2 separate regions of the Oryctolagus cuniculus genome follow, and region 2 is linked to region 1. Evidence: chromatin contacts called from public Micro-C data. All regions are on one chromosome and are shown on one strand. The core of a region is the stretch at or near the end of the contact, and the rest is flanking DNA. Distances in the headings are between cores, read along the strand shown. Region 1 holds the start of ASB6 (ankyrin repeat and SOCS box containing 6). Region 2 overlaps PRRX2 (paired related homeobox 2).

Region 1 (4,859 bases), core at 1,709-4,208:
AGCCCCCGACTCCAGCAGGAAGCGCAGCAGGGGGAAGTGCAGCTTGAAGCTCTTGAGGCAGACGTAGGTGAGGGACTCGTGGGCGGGGCAGCGGCTGGGGTCCGCGCCGTGGGCCAGCAGCAGCTGCGTGACTTGGAAGCAGAAGCGGCGGATCATGGGCGACTCCTCGATGTCCCCGCACACGGTCTCCTCCAGCAGGAAGATGATGCAGGTGAACACCGTGTCCCCGTCCTTGGTGGTGGCCGTCACGTCCGCCCCTGGACGGACAACAGAGGGTGGGGGCGCGGCCCGGGGGCGGGGACGAGGCGCCGCGGGCGGGGCAGGGCGGGGCCTCACCTCCTTCCAGTAAGAGCCGGATGTTCTCCGTGTTGTGGATCTGCACCCCGTCGCTGCTGGCCAGCGCGTGGAGCAGAGCCGTCTTCCCTGGAAGGGGTGCGGGCGGCCAGGGAGCCGGTCAGGACCACCCCACAGGTGCAGGGCCCGAGCGCACCAGGGACGGGGTGAGGGGTGGCTCCCGGCGCTCCTGCCCCCACAGGTGGGAGAGGAAGGGGTCCTCTGGCCCCAAGATGCTCCCTGAGGCCTGGGTTGGGTCTGTCCCGACAGGAAGCCACGGCTCGCCCCGATGGCGCCCATGGGGCTGGCACGGGCACGGCGACCACGTGGCCTGTCTAAAGCCCCTCGACTGCCAGAAGTTGGCAGAGTTCACCTGTGCACCCACCGTGCAGTGACCAGATGGGGCCGGGGCCCAGGCCGCCTGCCGTCACGCGGGAGGCACCCACCGTGCTTGTCGGCCGCGTTGACGTCTGCGCCGAGGTCCAGGAGCCGCTGCAGGCAGGGCAGGCGCTCGGGCTCCTCGCTGGCCAGGTCCAGGGGGCTGCTCTCATGGATCTGGACCGAGAGCGTGGGGCAGGTTGGCCTGGAGGCCTGCCAGGGGCCCCCAGCCCCTCACCCCGGGAAGCAGGCTGGCCCGGCGCGTACCCGGTCCCTGCGATTGATGTTGGCCCCGTGGCGCACCAGCAGCTCCACCATGTCGGGCTGGTTCCGCAGCACGGCGATGTGCAGCGCCGTGTAGTAGGTCACCGGGTCTGCAGGCACAGCCCGGGGCAGCTCAGCGCCCAGGCCCGGCTCTCCTGTCTGCTCCAGGCAGGAGCCATGGCCAGGGCTGCCCTGCCCGTCCCCACGGGGGTCAGGATGGAGCCGGAGGGACAGGACAGAGCACCTGACCCCCTTGGCTTTAGCTCCTGCTGAAACAGGGCCAGCTGGGGCCTCGCCCCTGGAGACCTGGCAGCAGCACAACCTGGGCCCCCGAGCCTCGGGCGCCAGGGGCTCAGAGGGGGAGGGAGACGGGCTGGGCTGAAATCTGGGGCATCAGAACCCCTCTGCCGGCCCTGCCCCCGCCCCTGCACCGCTGCTCGGAGGAGCTGGCTGGCTCCGGGCGCAGGGCCAGCTGCCGCGTCTGCACACGCGTGGGAGCTGAGGGCCGGCCGCTCTGCTGAGTCAGCAGCCAGCGCGCTCTGCCCGCCGCTCAGGGCCACCAGCGAGCTCCCCAGGGAATGGCCGCCCGCCGCCCCCAGGGGCCCCGGCTGACCTTCGAAGTTGAGGTTGGCCCCGTGCCGCAGCAGGACGTCGGCCGCCCGCGTCAGCCCCAGCTCGGCCATCTTGAGCAGCGCGTTGCTCACGCCCTCCTGGTAGAACGGGGAGTGGGTCTTCCGCTCCAGCAGCTCTGTGAGGACGCGCAGCCGGCCCTCCTCGCTGGCCACGTAGCCGGGCCTGGGGCGGGGGGGACCCTGTGAGGCAGCAGCCGCGCCCCGCTGCGGCGGCCCCGGGCAGGGGCGGCTCCCAGCACTGCAGGGAACCCCGTGCACCTGTCCCCTCTGCGCTGCCACCAAGCACCTGAGGGGGCCGGGAACGATGCACTCGGCTCACAGCCTGGGAGGTGCAGCGCCCCCGGTGAGGGCAGTGACCAGGGATGGAGGGCGGGACGCAGCGGGCAGCGCCTGGGCCCCGCTCCGGCCAGAGCGACCTGCCCAGGGCGGCCTCCCGCGAGGCCCACGTCCGTCGCAAGTGCGGGACTCGCCCTGGGGCAGGTGAGCGCACGCGGAGCCTGCAGGCCCCAGCACCGCCCTGGCGACGCCCCCGCTCCAGGGCTGCTCCCCTCCCCCGCGGGCTCAAGGGCAGGGCTCCCGCTTATCCTGCACCCACCCCGCCCTGAGCACCCATCCGGAGCGGCGCGCGCACGGCGGCTGGGCCCGCCCTGCCCTCTCCCTCGACGGGCATCCCGCACCGCGCCGCAGCTTCACCCGTCTCTGCAAAGACCCCGAGCACCCCCGTGGCTGAGCCCCGCGGACAATCCCCCCGCGCCTGCACCGCTTCCCTCGGACACCGCGACCCTAAGCAGCCTCTCCCGCGGCATCGGCACCAGCAGGCTGGGGCCTGCCCTGTGCGCGGGGCAAGACGCAAACTCGGTGACCACGACTGGTTCCCGGGGGAGACCGCAGGGCGGGGCCCGGGCCGACGCCGCGTTGTCCGGCTCTCCCCACCCGCGGCCAGCGCGGACCAGGAGCGCCCCGCAAAGGGCGGCCCGGGGCGCTGGCCTCGGCCTCTCCACGCGCACAGCGGGGCACACGGCTGCCCCGGCCTCGCCAAGCGGCGAGCGACCACGCGCGACGCAGCCCCCGCCCGCCAGCCCGCAGGGGCGAGTTACCCGTCCAGGGGCTCCTGCCGCTCGGGGTCCTGGATGCCCAGGGCGCCGAGGATCGCGTCCACCAGAGGCTGGTACTCGAAGATGATCCTGCGGAACCCGTGCAGGAACGGCATGGCGGCGGCCGCGCCTCCCCGCCGAGGCCGACGCGGAGCCCGGGCGCGCTGCGGCGGCTGCAGGTCCCGCTGCGGGCTCGGCCGCTCCTGCCCCAGCTCCCACCCCGTCCGCCGCCCAAGCCGCGGCCCCGCGCCGGAAGTGAGCCTCCCACTTCCGGCCCGCGCCGCACAGAGACCCGTGCTCGCGCGGCGCGAGCGCCCCCTGCCGGTCGGAGGACCGAAGTGCGCACGTGTGTGTGCGCGCGCACCACCCCGCGGGGGGCCCCGCCCCCTGAGTCCCGGCGCGGACCCGCCCCCGCGCGCCCCCAGCCCGGCCCCGCTCCACCCGCGATCCCGCGCGCGGCCGCTGGGCGCCGTCGAAGCTGCGCGCGGGGCTGGCCGCTGACCGTCCCGCAGCTCCTCCCCCCGGGAGTGGCTGCGGCCCCCTCTGGCCGCACGCGGGCCTCTGAGTGGGCCGGTCAAGGGCACCCGGCCGAGTCCTCACCCTCCGTCCGGGGCCGGCTGCTCCTTCCTGCCGCGGTGGACGCTGCGGACTTGATTTTCCTCATCTGAGAAATGGGGATAGGGCAGCCTCCTGAGGCCCCGGGTCCGGCGCTCTGCTGATGCGGACGGTGCAGACGTCGGGAGGAAAAAAAAAACCCTCAGCCCCCCCCACCCCAACCAGGCATTGTCTTGGGGGTCGGAAACGTGTGCCCTGCCCCCGCTTTGAGGGAGGGTCCAGGCTCCTCCCCGCAACAAGACCCTGGCTGGTGCCGCCCCTCACGGGCACCTGGGGCGGGGGGGGGGGGGAACAGGCTCCGGCACACAGGGGAGAGGCCCGGGGCTGAGCCCCGTGTGTGTGCTGGGGACCCCGGAGCACGTGAGGGCACAGGGGCCCCTGGGATGAGGAATTCGGGGGGTGCTGAGCTCCCCAGGACAAAGCCGTACGCGGGTATCCACGCGCGCTCCCGCGTGCTCCCAGGGGTCAGGGCCCTTGCCTGCCCCTGCCCGCTCCTGGAGCCCCCGGCTCCGCCCACCTCTGCCCGCACCGGCCGCCCCCTGCCCGCCCTAACCCGGCTGGCCTCGTCTCCCTCCCGGGAGGCCGCGTTCCAGGTGGGGTTAACCGCGCTGTGCCGGGCCGGGCCAGGCCGGCGCCCTGGTCTCACCTGTCAGCTGGGGGCCCGGGCAGCTCTGGCGGCCTCGGGGGCAGCGGGAGAGCTCCCGCGTCACGGATGGGCGGATGGGCGAGGGGACGCTCGCAGGGCCGGCCGACCCCGGGCCCCACCCTTGCCAGACAGGGAAGCTGAGGCTCGGCCGGGGGGTGCACAGCCCTGCCGGGCACCCTGTCTCTCCGCTCGGCACCGGGGACCCCAGGGTCCTCGCAGCTCCTGGGGCTCTGGGCAGGAGGGAGGAGCCGGCCCCTGCCCTGTCGCAGCCCGTGGCCACCGCGCGGTGGAGCCGGGCCCTGCGGCCCGCTGGCTGCCCGGCTCCGGTCTGTAGCGGGCTCCGTGGCCCCCACCGCCGCCGGCTGTCCTGCTTCCTCCATCCGCCTCCCATTACGGTTCGGTCGCCAGGGCCCTGGCCTCAGCCCTCACACTGCTCTCTTTCGCTCTCCCTGCCTGGCGGCCCGGCCCCTTCCTGCCACCCCACTCCAGACTTGCCCCGCAGAGGTGGGGAGGGGCCTTGGGGACAGGCTCCTGGCGGGTCAGTGCCTGCCTGCCGCTCCCGGGGGAGTTTGGGGCTCGCCGTGACTACCCAGTGCACCCGGGAAAATACCTCGATATATAAAGAACCATCGGGAATCAACAAGCAGGCAGAAACACCAGCAGGAAGACAGGCCAAGGCACGCGCCGTGACTCACGGGGATGAAAAGCCACCCGCAAACACGAGGGGAAGTCCGGCCTGTACCTTAACCACTGGCAGCAGGTGCGTGCCGGAGACCCCGCCCCATAGCAGCACAGCAGAGTGGGTACCGTGTGAGCCCACACAGGCAGAGTACACGTATGTGCCCGTGTGTGAGCGTGCGTGGCCAGGGAACCTCCTGGGAGGCCCCACACAGAGCT
Region 2 (4,859 bases), core at 1,595-4,094, 37 kb after region 1:
CGGGATGCTGGTGCCGCAGGCAGAGGATGAACCTGCGCCACAGTGCCAGCCCTCCTGTGCATTTTAAAACATAACTTTGTTGAGCTGTAATTCACAGGCTGTAGAGTTCACCTGTTCAAGGTGTACGGGCCGGTGGTTTTCTAGTAGATTCGATGGTCCAACCGTCATCCTCATTTTTAATTTTTTTAAAATTTACTTGAAAGGCAGAGAGGGAGAGGGTCAACCTTCCAGTCACTGGTTCGCTCCCCAAATGCCCACAACAGCCGGGGCTGGGCCAGGCTGACGCCAGGGGCCGGGAGCTCCATCCGCGTCTCCCTGTGGGTGGCAGGGCCCGGACTCCTGAGCCGTCGTCTGCTGCCTCCCTGGGTGCGTGTTAGCAGGAAGCGGAGTGGGAGGCAGAGGTGGGACTCGATCCTAGGCTCCCCGACACGGGATGCCGGTGTCCCAGACCAGGGCTTCAGCCACTGTGCCACAGGGCCTGCCCCAGTCCTGACCTTGGGACATCTCCCGGTCCCCAGAGCGCCCTGCCCCTGCCAGCCGTCACTCTGCAGCCCCCGATCCCCGCGTCCCAGCTCCTGGCAGCCGCCCGTCTGTGCTGTCTGTGGGTTGGCCCACGGTGGGGGTGTTCCATACCCCTGCGACCTGTGTCCTTTGGGGTCCGGCTCCCGTCTCTGGCGTGGTGTTCTCTGGCCGACCGAGCCAGAGCAGGTGCCGGTCTGTATGGGCCACGTTTGATGGCTGCAGTGAGTGACGTCGCTGGGCATGGTCACGTCGGTCCTGGGTGCAGGCGATTCTCCGCCTGTTTGCCCAGCGCTGGGGCTGCAGCGCCCTCCGACAGCCCCGGGCTTAACCTGCAGCGGGATTCGCATGCCGGCTGCACCACCATCCACTGCCACCGCGCTGCCATCTCCCCGCGCCCTGGCCCGCACTCGCTATTATCCATCTCTTCCGTCCTCCCGTCCTAGGGGCTGTGAAGTGGTAGCTCATTGTGTGCGTGGCTTGCTGTTTGTTTTTAAAAGATTTATTAATTTGAAAGGCAGAGTGACAGAGAGAGAGGCAGACAGACAGACAGACAGAGTCTTCCATCCTCTGGCTCCCTCCTCAGATGGCTGGGCCGGGTTAAAGCCAGGAGCCAGGGGCTTCAGCCAGGTCTCTGCCCCGTCTGTGGGTCGCCTTCTGCTTGCTCCGTGGTGTTCAGCACTGCCTTTGTCTCTCTGGTTGCTTGTGCTTTGCGTGTCGGGTCCACGAGACGGTCGTCTGGCCTTGTGGGGGTGAGGAGGCCTGGCTAGGAAGCTGAGACTCCCCACGCTGCCCTGGGACACGCCCTTCCTCCGTTTACACATCAGCTGCCCACTCAGAAACATGCGTGAAGCCAACCTCTCGCCTGCGCCTGGGGAGTTAACCGAGGCCGGCAACCCCAGGCCCTGCCTTCCTGGAGCTTCAAGTTGAATGGAACAGGCAGGAAGCAGGTGGCCGAACACGGACTTTCTCTGTTTTGAGAAATTGCAGATGTGCGGGGCACAGACCTGGGAATCTGCAGCGTGGAGACCCCGCCCTGGCCGGGGGCTGGGGGAGGCTGGGGGGGGGGGGCTTGCAGGCTGGGTCTGAAGGCTGGGTAAGCGTTAGGCAGAGGAAGAGTGTTCCAGGTAGGGGACGGCACGTGCAAAGGCCCCGAGGCGGGAAGGAGCTGTGCTCCCTGCCGAAGGCAGCTCCACTGGGACTCCTTGGGGTCTCGTGGTCCCGTGGGATTGTGTGCCAGACCCCAGGGAGACGCTGTGCACTGCGCTGCCTCCTGCCGCGCCCTGGGGGACATGAGGGAGCCCCCCTCCAGGCTCCAGGGTCATCCCGAGCCTGCTAAGGCTTCCCCGTAGCCACCGAGGTCACTGGCCACAGGGCTGGGGGCACCCCGTCCCAGGCTGGGGTGGCCTGTGACCCTGAGACCTCACATGCGGTGCTGCGGCCTGGGGAGACCACAAGAGGGGGCCGAGGACCCCCTGGGGGAGCCCCGCCCACCCTGGGATGGCTTTTCTGCTTCTCCAGGCCGGCGGCTGCCAACGTGTCAGTATCTCGGGTTCCGCTGCGAGTGAATGGGATGAGCCGCCCCCCGAGCCCAGGGTCCTCCAGGGTGGGGGGCCGGGCCCCTGCTATGCCTCCTCACTCATTCACTCAACAAACATTTATAGAGCGTTGCCCTGTGCCAGGCCCTGCAGTGGGGTCGAAGGAGACAGGAAATACTGAGTTTCTGGGCCAAACACCCCACACTGAGCCTGCAGTGCGACAGTAACCAACAATAACCCAATAACCGTGTGTACTGGGGACCCACAGGGCTCTGGGAGCCTCAGCCTGGGGATCTGGGAAGGCTTCCTGGCGGAGGTGGCGCCTGTGCTGGGGCCTGATGAGCCGGGGAGGGGGAGGAATGTGGCAGGCGCAGGCCGACAGCAGCAGAGAGGAGGGGTGCGTGCCCCGTGTGAGAACTAGCTCCAAGGATGTCACCGGCCTGCCCCGAGACCACCCACGGCCACCAGCCCTGGCTCCACCCACCAGAGTGGCCCCGAGCCACGGTGGGCTCCAGGGGTGCGGGTGCCGGCACCCACCGCAGCCGAGGCCTCAAGCACCTCTTCCCTGAGGGTCCGGGGCTGCTATCAACGCAGGGCATCAGGTGGAAGCCAGGTCTTGGGTGGGGGCGGGGCTAGCGGGGAGGGGACCCTACCCCTGGGTCTGGAAGTCGCTGGAAGCCGAGCATCTGTACCCACGGGTTTCGGGGGGCCCTGTTTCCTGCTCTCCTCGCTCCACCCCCTCTCTCCTTCCACCTCTTTAACCGCCAGCCCCCCACCAGCCCATTCTGCCTCAGGGGCCCCCGGGGGCGCTCTGGCTCCCAGGTTCCTGCCTGACCCGCCTCCCGGGGGCCCTTGCAAGGTGGGGGGAAGGCGCAGGCTCCACGGGCCGCCGCCACCTCCACTTCCTGCTCCGGACAGCGGCGCAGCTCGGAGCGCCCGGCCCATCCCCGTGTTAATTTGTGAAATCCACATCAAGGTCCCAGGGACCCGGGTTTATTTTTGCGATCCTGTTGGCAGGGCTCGCACGGGGGCGGGGGCTGCTTTGCTTGGTCAGAATAAATGCTAATTAATAAAAGTTATTTATTTGGCTTGGAGCTGGCCGCAGCTCCGGGGTCAGACGCAAACTGGCTGTTTGAAGCAAAAACAGAGCGCGTCTCTCAACAGCTTGAGAAAGGCCGCGGCGAAGAGGCTGGGTTTATTTGTCTTAGGAAGAATTTGCAGTTAATTCCCTCCAGACTATTTAGGCCCTTAAATTACACGGAGTAAGAAAAACCATGGGCGCGGGGCGGGGGGAGCCCTGGACCTTTTGGTTTTTAAACGTCTCGGGCCCGCCAGTGTCAGCCAACTCAATGGTATGTGTGAAATAAAGAAATGGCAGGGAACTGGCTCCCGCCTTATTATTATTATTTTTAGTCATACTGGAATCAGGAACGATAGAATTTCGGTTTTAGAGAAGCAAGCGCGGCAGGCCTCCTCCATCTGACTGCCTCTTCCCCTGCCCCCGCCCTGGCATCCAAACGGCCCGTTCCGATGGCAGCGGCTCCTGCTTCGCGCTCCATCACAGGGAAACGTACGTGGTTGTGAGCTTGGGGCACAGCCAGGCTGAGTGGCCCAGCATCTGTCGGCCTGAGGGCAGAGGCAGAGGAAGGGGCCGGCGAAGGCGCCCGCAGCTCGGGACTGTTTATTTGTTCTCTAAATGCCTGCAGCCCCAGTGCGGGCTCACGGAGGATGTGGCCGCCCACGGTTCCAGGAGGTGGCTCGGGACAGACGGCCGCCGGACCCTACACGGTCACCGCCTGCAGGCTGAGCCCCGAGTGGGGGATCTGAGCGGGGCTGCTAGCACAGGACCGCCTTGCTAGGGGGCATGGACCCGCGTCAACATCTGCTTTTATTGCTGATGGACGCACAGCACTTGTACGAGAGGACTTTGAAAGTTCACGGGAAAACGGCACTGAAAGGTCGACTGTTTTGGTGCAGAGACACCGGAATCCATGCATACGAGGGCTCTGAAGAGCTCCTGGCGGCACAGTAGGTTAATGCTCTGCCTGCGGCGCCGGCATCCCCTATGAGTGCCAGTTCAAGTCCTGGCTGCTCCACTTCCGATCCAGCTCTCTGCTGTGGCCTGGGAAAGCCGTAGAAGATGGCCCAGTGCTTGGGCCCCTGCACCCACGTGGGAGACCTGGAAGAAGCTCCTGGCTCCTGGCTTCAGATCAGCCCCAGCTGTTGCAGCCATCTGGGGAGTGAACCAGCGGATGGAAGATCTCTCTCTCTCTCTCTCTGTCCCTCTCTCTGTAACTCTACCTCTCCCGGGAGACACATATGATGAACAGACTGCAGGGGGCTTTGCAGTTGCTCTGCACCCCACTCAGTCTCCCCTTCAGTTCCCTTCCTTCCTTTCTCAATTTGAGAGGCAGAGAGGGAGAGAGGGAGAGAGAGGGAGGGGGAGGGAGAGGGAGAGGGAGAGGAGGGCTCCCCGCTGCGGGCTCACTCCCCCAGAGGCTCACGGTGGCTGGGGCTGGGCGGGGGCTGCAGCCACGCGGAGGAAGCAGTCTGGTCTCCCTGGTGGGTGCCGGGAGCCCGGTCACTTGCACCGCCCTCCCCGCCTCCCCAGGAAGCTGCAGCAGAGCGGGAGCGGCCGTCGGCTCGGGCGCTCAGCCGCGGGTGTGCGCGCTAGACGGCGGGCTCAGTGCCTCCTCCCTAATCCCGTCTTCCCGTGGACTTTTTGAAACACTCTTGTCCTGTTTATGGGGCGAGGGGGGCATTTCTTTAAAAAACAAAAACAAAAACACTTAATTGAAAGAT

What was found. A called contact is a pair of places that touch in the nucleus more often than the background predicts.
Region 2: a contact with region 1 is called in a Micro-C map of ear pinna, with 2.3 times the contacts expected there. The contact joins the enhancer-like site here to the promoter of ASB6 in region 1. A contact is called at or near these places in 2 of 6 Hi-C or Micro-C datasets (ear pinna and an unstated tissue).

The regions. Positions count from the first base shown.
Region 1 is chr1:232,547,345-232,552,203 of mOryCun1.1, forward strand. ASB6 (ankyrin repeat and SOCS box containing 6) reads right to left here and starts at 2,959. Exons shown (of 6, transcript XM_070057902.1): 1 at 2,705-2,959; 2 at 1,589-1,770; 3 at 979-1,085; 4 at 780-888; 5 at 337-423; 6 at 1-257. The coding sequence starts at 2,817.
Region 2 is chr1:232,584,912-232,589,770 of mOryCun1.1, forward strand. All of the region lies in intron 1 of PRRX2 (paired related homeobox 2), which reads left to right. Among named protein-coding and RNA genes, the nearest start is that of PRRX2, 26 kb to the left of the region's middle. Within about 2 kb of position 2,845, at least 1 of the 8 cell types and tissues checked has an H3K27ac peak or open chromatin away from gene starts, as enhancers often do. A contact at or near this core is called in ear pinna, where this site is marked.